2 separate regions of the Sus scrofa genome follow, and region 1 is linked to region 2. Evidence: chromatin contacts called from public promoter capture Hi-C data. All regions are on one chromosome and are shown on one strand. Each heading gives the region's core, a stretch centred on a gene start, on an enhancer-like site or on the middle of the called end of the contact. The rest is flanking DNA. Distances are from core to core; before and after follow the strand shown. Region 1 holds the start of HEY1 (hairy/enhancer-of-split related with YRPW motif protein 1). Region 2 holds the start of MRPS28 (mitochondrial ribosomal protein S28).

Evidence for each region. Promoter capture Hi-C pulls out the DNA fragments that hold promoters and counts their contacts.
Region 1: a contact with region 2 is called in a promoter capture Hi-C map of fetal skeletal muscle, with 9 times the contacts expected there. The contact joins the promoter of HEY1 here to the promoter of MRPS28 in region 2. A contact is called at or near these places in 5 of 5 promoter capture datasets (fetal liver, fetal skeletal muscle, liver and 1 more), 27 of 47 Hi-C or Micro-C datasets (adipocytes, alveolar macrophages, brain and 15 more) and 2 of 2 datasets of contacts at active chromatin or transcription factors (alveolar macrophages and skeletal muscle).

The regions. Positions count from the first base shown.
Region 1 is chr4:56,857,760-56,861,699 of Sscrofa11.1, forward strand. It overlaps HEY1 (hairy/enhancer-of-split related with YRPW motif protein 1), which reads left to right and starts at 1,881. Exons shown (of 5, transcript XM_005663011.3): 1 at 1,881-2,453; 2 at 2,725-2,800; 3 at 2,935-3,030; 4 at 3,294-3,375. The coding sequence starts at 2,365.
Region 2 is chr4:56,605,841-56,609,667 of Sscrofa11.1, forward strand. MRPS28 (mitochondrial ribosomal protein S28) reads left to right here and starts at 1,902. Exons shown (of 3, transcript NM_001185168.1): 1 at 1,902-2,122. The coding sequence starts at 1,907.

The sequences.
Region 1 (3,940 bases), core at 631-3,130, 250 kb after region 2:
TTTTCCTCTCCCCCACCTAACTGCAGCTTGCCCGGGCCTCAACAAAGCAGCAGAAAAAGGGCTAAGGCAGGAAAGACTGACTCAGCGTAGGGAAATTTCCAGAACCACAGGGGGGTTAATGGACACGCTGACTTCTGGGGGCAGGCCGGCCTGTCACTTTGGGGTAAGAAACTGAACGTCAGAGAAAATTCTGGGAGGCCAAGAGGAGTGGGTGGATGGTTTCCTATGCCTGGACCACAAGGTTCTGGAAGGGAAGAGGCAGGTGGCAATGATGTGCTTGACGGAAAACTATGAGGCTGGAACGGACCTGCCAGGTAGAATTTCTCTGGTTAACCTCAGAGAGCTCTGCTGTTACCTGTGCCAACAGAGGAGACGCTGGATAGTGGGGGCAACTGACAAGAAGTCTCTGGTGGCATACCAGGGATCCAGGGTGCTTGGTGTGCCAGGAACAACAAATCCAGTTGGCTGATGGAGGAACCCAGCCTGGACAGAGGAGGCCATTAGGAAGGACTGACTGAGGGGCTGGAGGTGAAAGTGAAGTGCAGTAAGGGTCAGGAAGTGGTATGACTGTGTGTGTGTGTGTGTGTGGGGGGGGGTGAGAATGTACACGAAGCAGGCTCAGGCCACTCATAATGTATGGCATCCAAAATGCGTTATGACAGCACTGAGATCAATAATTAATGACGGGCTAGAAACAGACAAGCACTCTGCAAAAGTGAGAATATTTTGGTTATGCTGAACAGTATTTATCAAGCATTCCCCCACTAGGGACTGCAGGATCAGGGGTCACAGGAGTGGACTTGGGAGGAATCGAATTGCCCTACTCCTTTGTGGACCGATTGAGGAGCCCAGATTTCCAAATTCAAAACAACTGTTTGGCTGTTTCCACGAATGAGGAATTAGCCCGAGATATAATACAATATATATATTTAAAACATCTATCTTCTTGAGGACTTGGGATTTCAAGCGGCATCCAGTACCTGCCACGCCACCTCCGAGGCGGGAGGTGTGCAGGTTGTGCGTGTGTGTGCACGCGTTCCAACAGCAAGGGCAGCCTCTGGAGCAAATGCGCAGCCCCGCCACCCTGTCGCCCGCTGAGATCTGGCCGCCAACGCCTGGAAAAACAAAAATAAAAACCCAAAATAAAAAAATGTGACGAATATCTCCAGGGGCCTTTCCCCCTTCTCCAGTCTTCGAGAAAACAAGCACTACATTGCCCCGGAAATTAGATGCACAGGGGAATTCATTTTATCCTGGAGGCTGGGAAGCCCCTGCGGAAGCGAGACCGACTGCTCCCAGAAACCGAAAAAGAACATTCCCTGAAACCACATCTTCCTCTACATGAGCCCGGGCCCTGGGCTGGCGGCCACTGTGGATGGCGCCCCGGCGGCCGTTCGCCTGGCGTCCTGCACCCTTCGCAGAGCGCTCGGCTCGCCGCCCGGCCAGGTGCATCGAGCCCCGCTCTGCCGGCAGCGCGCGCCTCCCGCCGCCGGACACGGGCGGCCCAGCAGCCGAGATTTACCACGGCGCAGGGCGGCGGCTTCCGGGGCCGCCCGGCGCCCAGGCTCCAATTACAGGTTCACACGGGGGGCCCGGCCCAAGGCTGCCCAGCCCCCGCTGGCGCGCCCTCGCTCCCCCGCCTGCCCATTCTTCTCCATTCATGCGGACGCCCAGCGCCGCCGCCGCCGCCGCCGCCAGCGCGGCCGCCGTCGCCGCCGCCGGCCGCCCGGATTGGCTGGTGGCCGCGGCGCCGGCAGTTTCCCACGGCCCGCGGCGCGTGCGGCTCACCGGCGGCGCTGCAGGCGCGGCCCTGGCGGGCGGCCAGACCAATCCAGGCGCGCGGGGAGGGGAGGTGCCGCAGCCGCCGGCGGGCTTATGCCCCGGCCCGGCCTCCCCCGCCTGCCCGCCGCGGGCCCACAGCCGCCCGCGCCTCCTCCTTCCCCCCAGCTGAGACCCGGCGGAGCCCCTGCGGAGCCGACGCACCGCCGCCGGCCAGGGGCGGGCGCGGAGGGCGGGGGCGGGGTTCGCCCTAGCCCTCGGCCTCGCCCCTGCCCCCTCCCCTGAGAGGCTGCCAATCAGCAGAGCGAGAACCCGGATTGGTCGACGGAAGGCTATTGCGCGGGGGAGGGGGCGCGGCCCCGCCCCTCCGCCCTCTTTACCCGCCCCCTTCACTCCCCCGCCCTCCCCAGGGTCTTGGGAAGGGGCGCAGCGTGGGAAAGGGATGGTTGAGTTTTAACCGGAGGCAGAGCGTGAGCTGGACCAGTGTGTGCGGAACGCGAGCAGCCGAGCGCGGAGAGGCGCCGTGCTGTTAACTCCTTCTTGCCCGCCGCGCCGACCCTCCCCCGGAGTACCCACGCAGCCAGCATGAAGCGAGCCCACCCCGAGTACAGCTCCTCCGATAGCGAACTGGACGAGACCATCGAGGTGGAAAAGGAGAGTGCGGATGAGAATGGGTGAGTTGGAGGCGGCCGAGCGGAGCCTGAACGCGAGGCCAGCGCTGGCTGGCTGCGGTGACAGCGCACGAGGGCCCGGGGCTTCTCGGCGCCCAGCGCTGACCTCTGCGCATCTTTGGCAGGCCTCCGTCCCCCGGTGAGGGACCCTCAAGGCGCTTTCACGCCCAAGTTGCCAAAACAACCAGAGTACCGGGAGGGCGTAGAGGCGACCTTTCAGATCACCTCCTCTGGCTTAACGGTGATTCCTGTTTCTCCTCCCGACCCCATTTAGGAACTTGAGTTCGGCTTTAGGTTCCATGTCCCCAACTACATCTTCACAGATCTTGGCCAGAAAAAGACGGAGAGGCGTGAGTATCTTAGTGCTTTTTTTGGGCGGGGGGTTGTTTTGTTTTAATAATTAACGGAAAGAACCACCTTCCGTCACTTTGGCATTTACAGTTGTAATGGAAATGCCCCCATTTGTTTTGCCTGCTTTCTTCAGATCATTGAGAAGCGCCGTCGAGACCGGATCAATAACAGTTTGTCTGAGCTGAGGAGGCTGGTACCCAGTGCTTTTGAGAAGCAGGTAATGGAGAAAGTAGGTAGAGCTCTTAGTGTAGCTATCCACGCCTTCAGAATCTTTCCCTCATTAATCTGAACCTCACCAGTATCTTGGAACATAATCGCGTTGTTTGTGCGGAGGAGATGAATTCATCCAGATTCCAACATATCTTGCGAAGACAATTAATTTTGTGGTCGTTTGCACTTTTATGATTTACAAAGCAAAAGCATGCCTATATATTTAAGTTGTTCCCCAAAAGCACTTGGTGCCAGATCAGTTTTTGCTGTCCTCTTCTCTAGGGATCTGCCAAGCTAGAAAAAGCCGAGATCCTGCAGATGACGGTGGATCACCTGAAAATGCTGCACACCGCAGGCGGGAAAGGTACATCTCTAGTCTGGGGTGGGGGAGGGGAGTCCTGAGTGTTTGCGGGTAGAGTGAACAGCTGCTGATGGCTAGGATTGGTGCAGTCGCTGCCTTCTTTTTACTGTGTGCTTTGGGGGCGGGGAGAGAACAGTGCGTGGTGTGTGGGGTTGCCTGCCAGTGCCTTTTTATATGCACATAGGTTTTTCCAGGGAGTGCGTCACCCCAGCCCTCTACAAATTAAACTTATGCACCTTCTTTTGGAAAATACTTACTACGTGTGAGATGCCCAAAAGTTGTGACAGCTCTGATTCAAATAAAGTAGCTTTCGCCACATTTGTGTATTGTCATTTTGAGAACAAGCTTTTTTTTTTTTTTTAAAGTGTATGGTCTTAATTTAATATCCAAGATTTTTAAAAAATGAGCTGCCACGCGACTCTTGAGGAAAGAAACCTGTTGTGGTTAAGTAAAGAAAACCCAAAGGAAGGTAGGAGACGGAGGTCTGAGTGTCTGTCTCCAGCCGGAAAATGCTTTACTTTGGACCAAGTGCCTAAAAGCTCCGTGATGATAACTTACATCTGTGTGT
Region 2 (3,827 bases), core at 652-3,151:
ACATTATTGTAAAACTTACACCTTAAGAATTATAGGATTTATCCCAAATTGCCTGTTGTCACATTCCTCAAGGAATTTATGATCTGGCTGACATGAGTAGGACATGAGTATAACACATCTGTTGAATTTCAGAGCTGGGGTATTAGTAATCTTGTTTGTTCTGTAGGTGCTGATTTAGTTAAGTGTGCAAAGCACTTCTTTATAACTTCAGATAGGGTTTAATAGCTTTGTTTTATGTGAGGAAACCAGCAACATTAAATTGGCTTGCTTATCATCAGTATTGGAGTTAGGACTAGAACTATGCATTCTTAGTTGGCCAATGCTCTTTACAACTGACGTGTGTGTGTGTGTGTGTGTGTGTGTGTGTGTGTGTGTGTGTGTGTCTGTCTTTTTAGGGCCACACTCATGGCACATGGAAGTTCCTTGGCTAGGGGTCAAAGCAGAGCTGTAGCTGCCCACCAACACAGAATCTGAGCTGTGTCTGTGACCTACACCACAGCTCACGACAATGCTGGATCCTTAACCCACTGAGCGAGGCCAGGGACTGAAGCCAAGTCTTCATGGATGCTAGTCGGGTTTTTCACCGCTGAGCCACAATAGGAACTTGGACCACACTTTTTCCTGAAGGGAAATAGAGTAGCAGCAGCCATAGAAAATAATGCAAAAATATCTCAGACAAGACGTCATTAATGGTCAGGGGCAATAAATGGTTTATGTACCAAAAGGGAGAACTCACCTGGAGTAGAATTTAAGTCCCCTACGGAATTTGAGAATTACCCTACCTGTGGCTAGTAAGAAGTCACATGTCATTCATACACTTAAGCGCCATTTCAAGGTTAATGCACTTCCAGTGTTGTCTCTACTGTCTATGCAGTTGATGAAAACATCAAATAGGTTTAAAATCCATAGTCAAAGGCATTTAAAAATAAAGACTATGGCCACACATAAAAACGCCTTCCATCAAAGGATTTGCAAATGAGCTGGAAAAGTGCCTGCTGCCTACCCCCAAATAAATAAATGCTCGTTAATAGATAACTGCTGGGTAGAAGATGGATGGACAGCTTAATTCATAAACATTTCAAGTATGGCGTTAGGCTCGGTTTGGAAGAGGGTGGGCAAATTCTGGCAATCAACGTTGTGAGAGAAAAAGGGAGAAAATCATGTGAGGGTGGGGCCCCTAGTGGTACATATTTAGGCATTACGAAACTCAATTCCCTAGAAGGGATTATAGCTAAACCAAAAACATCTAGTATTTTTGTGACGTTGGTGGACTGACTGCAGAGTAGGCCACGAAAGACAATCTTGGATCCAGGCTTTCACAAATGGTTGAGCCCTACTATGTACCCGCGATAGGGGATCCAGCAGCAAAATACTTGCCCTCGTGATTTACAAATTGAGAAGGCAGACTCTAAACAAAATCACTATAAGTAAATGACATGGCATATTAAGAAGCGCTAAATGGTATAGAGAAAATCGCAGGAGCCCAATACTGTCTGGAGTTCCAATTTGAAATAAGATAACCAAGGAGAATGGCGCATTTAAGCAAAGACCAGGAGAGCGGTGGGGAAACAAGCCTTGGGGCCACCTGGGCATAGGCGCAGGCGGCGGGGCCAGCTGGTGTCACATGACCAGAATTTACAGCAGTATTGTAAAAGGAACCTATAGGAAGGCGAAATTACTGCGAGCCAAAAAGCTTCTCATGCAAAATTTAGCGGGTCGCTGCCGGTAAGGAACCTCTAACTACCAGACTTGGTTTAAGAGCCTCTCATATCACACCACCCCGGTGCACAGACTAGGCTACGCCCACAAGCCCAGAGTCCTCTGCAAGTAGGTGGACCTCTTGTTGCTCCGCCCCGTGACCTGCGCGCCTGCGGAGAAGCCAAAGGTCAGGGGTTGTAGAGCCGTCATGGCGGCGCTGTGTAGGACCCGTGCTGTGACCGCAAAGAGTCATTTTCTGCGAGTGTTTTTCTTCTCTCGGCCCTGTAGAGGCACAGGCACTGAAAGTGGCTCCGGAAGCGAAAGTTCTGAGTCCACGGAGCCTAAACAGCGCCCAGGCGGCTTCGCGAGCGCTTTGGAGCGGCACTCCGAGTTGCAGCAGAAGGCGGAGTTCGGGCGGATGAGAGTGAGTCGCGGGAGTTACGCTAGAGACGCGGCGGCGGGCGGGGCCGGAGGGTAGGGCGGAGCCCGGCATCTGGGATGGAGGCGTAGCCCGCCGTTTGGGTCCCTCCGGGAGCCAGGACCGAGCTCGGCGTAGGGGGTGTGGCGCTGGGGTCAGGGCGGAGCACGACGTAAGTGGGTGGGATTGAGAGGCTGGGGCAGGTCCAGCGTGGGGAGTGGAGCAAGGGGTGGCGGTGTGTTCTACTTGTTTTAGCCGCAGTGTGGTTGGAACAGAGCGCGTGGTGATTCTCCTCCGTTTGTAGTACTTTTGTACGGTATCTGTATGCTAGGCCTCCGCTGTTCACACTCCTTTGCACTTGTCCTCCTGAGCCGAGTGCTGGAAAGAAATCAGCAGCGAGCGCTGCCAAAGCGGCGTCTAGGGCGACTCTGGGGACCTGGAGTAGAGTTGGACTCTCACCGGTAGAGGCAGGGCTCTCTGCAGGTGGTGGTGTTCTACACAGTAGCTACAGCATGGAGCTAGTGTCTGGCGTGCCAGGATCTTCATTTATATTTCTTAATTCAGTGGATAGGCGAATGGGAAAATTACCGCTCCGAACTTGCGCAAGTAATTTAACTTGTCAGCGCTTCAGTTTCTTTTTCTGTAAATGATCTTAAAAAATCCATCTGTTGGGCAATAATTTTGTAAAATACGATAGAGTTACTAGATAAATGAAAGGGAAGAAGTACACATAAATACTATTCAGATTTTTTGAGTCAGCAGACATGGAATTGGATGTCTGGCATTATAATTTAATATTTATATAATTTAATATAAAAATAAACTCAGTTTCTGTGCTTATCTCCTTGGGAACCAGTACCAAACAGTTCACAGTTGGATAGTGTCCTGAATTATAGAAAACTTCCTGGCATCTAGCACAGTGCTTGACTTTTAGTGGGCACTGCATACGTGTTTGCCAAGTGGGTGAATGAATGAATAGTACACATAGTGTACATGTGAACTTATGTTGTGCCTGGGCTGTCTTTGAATTGCTGTCTTTGTGCGACTGCTTACAAACAGTTGTACAAGTGAGGGTAGTACAGGCTTGAGCATGTAAGTTAAATGCGCTAGTCCAGAATGGTAACTGAGCAAAGACAATTGTTAAGCGTAATAATAGAACTGAAAGTTTTATTTTAGTGTTTATTGGAAGTTTTCAGTGCTTTCCTATTATATTTATGGTAAGAAATGTGAGCAGTTGTTAGGCACTGAATAAAAATTCACCTTTGTGAAAAATCTTTTGAAGTTTCTTGATCTATTTAATTGAAGAGTATCCTGATAATACAAGATGAATAAAGTTCGTCTTTATTGTGTGATCAGGACTTTTGAAAAAAAACTGATGCAAAGTATGAAAGTAGTATTTCCTTATTTTAAAAAGAGAATTTAAATATCATTGAAGGTTATTATGTGAAATATGAAAGACCTTTTTCACTTTCTCAAACCTGGAAGGTGTATTTTTTTTAAAATGCCTACTGCTGGAGATTTTATATATGTATATATGAATATAAGCTAACTATATATATATATATGTACTTAAAATCATACAAGTTATTGGTACTCTTTGTTTGTTTTGTCTTTTTAGGGCCACACCCATGGCATATTGAAGTTCCCAAACCAGAGGTCGAATCCAAGCTGTAGCTGCCAACCACGTTCTGAGATGTACACTGTTCTGAGA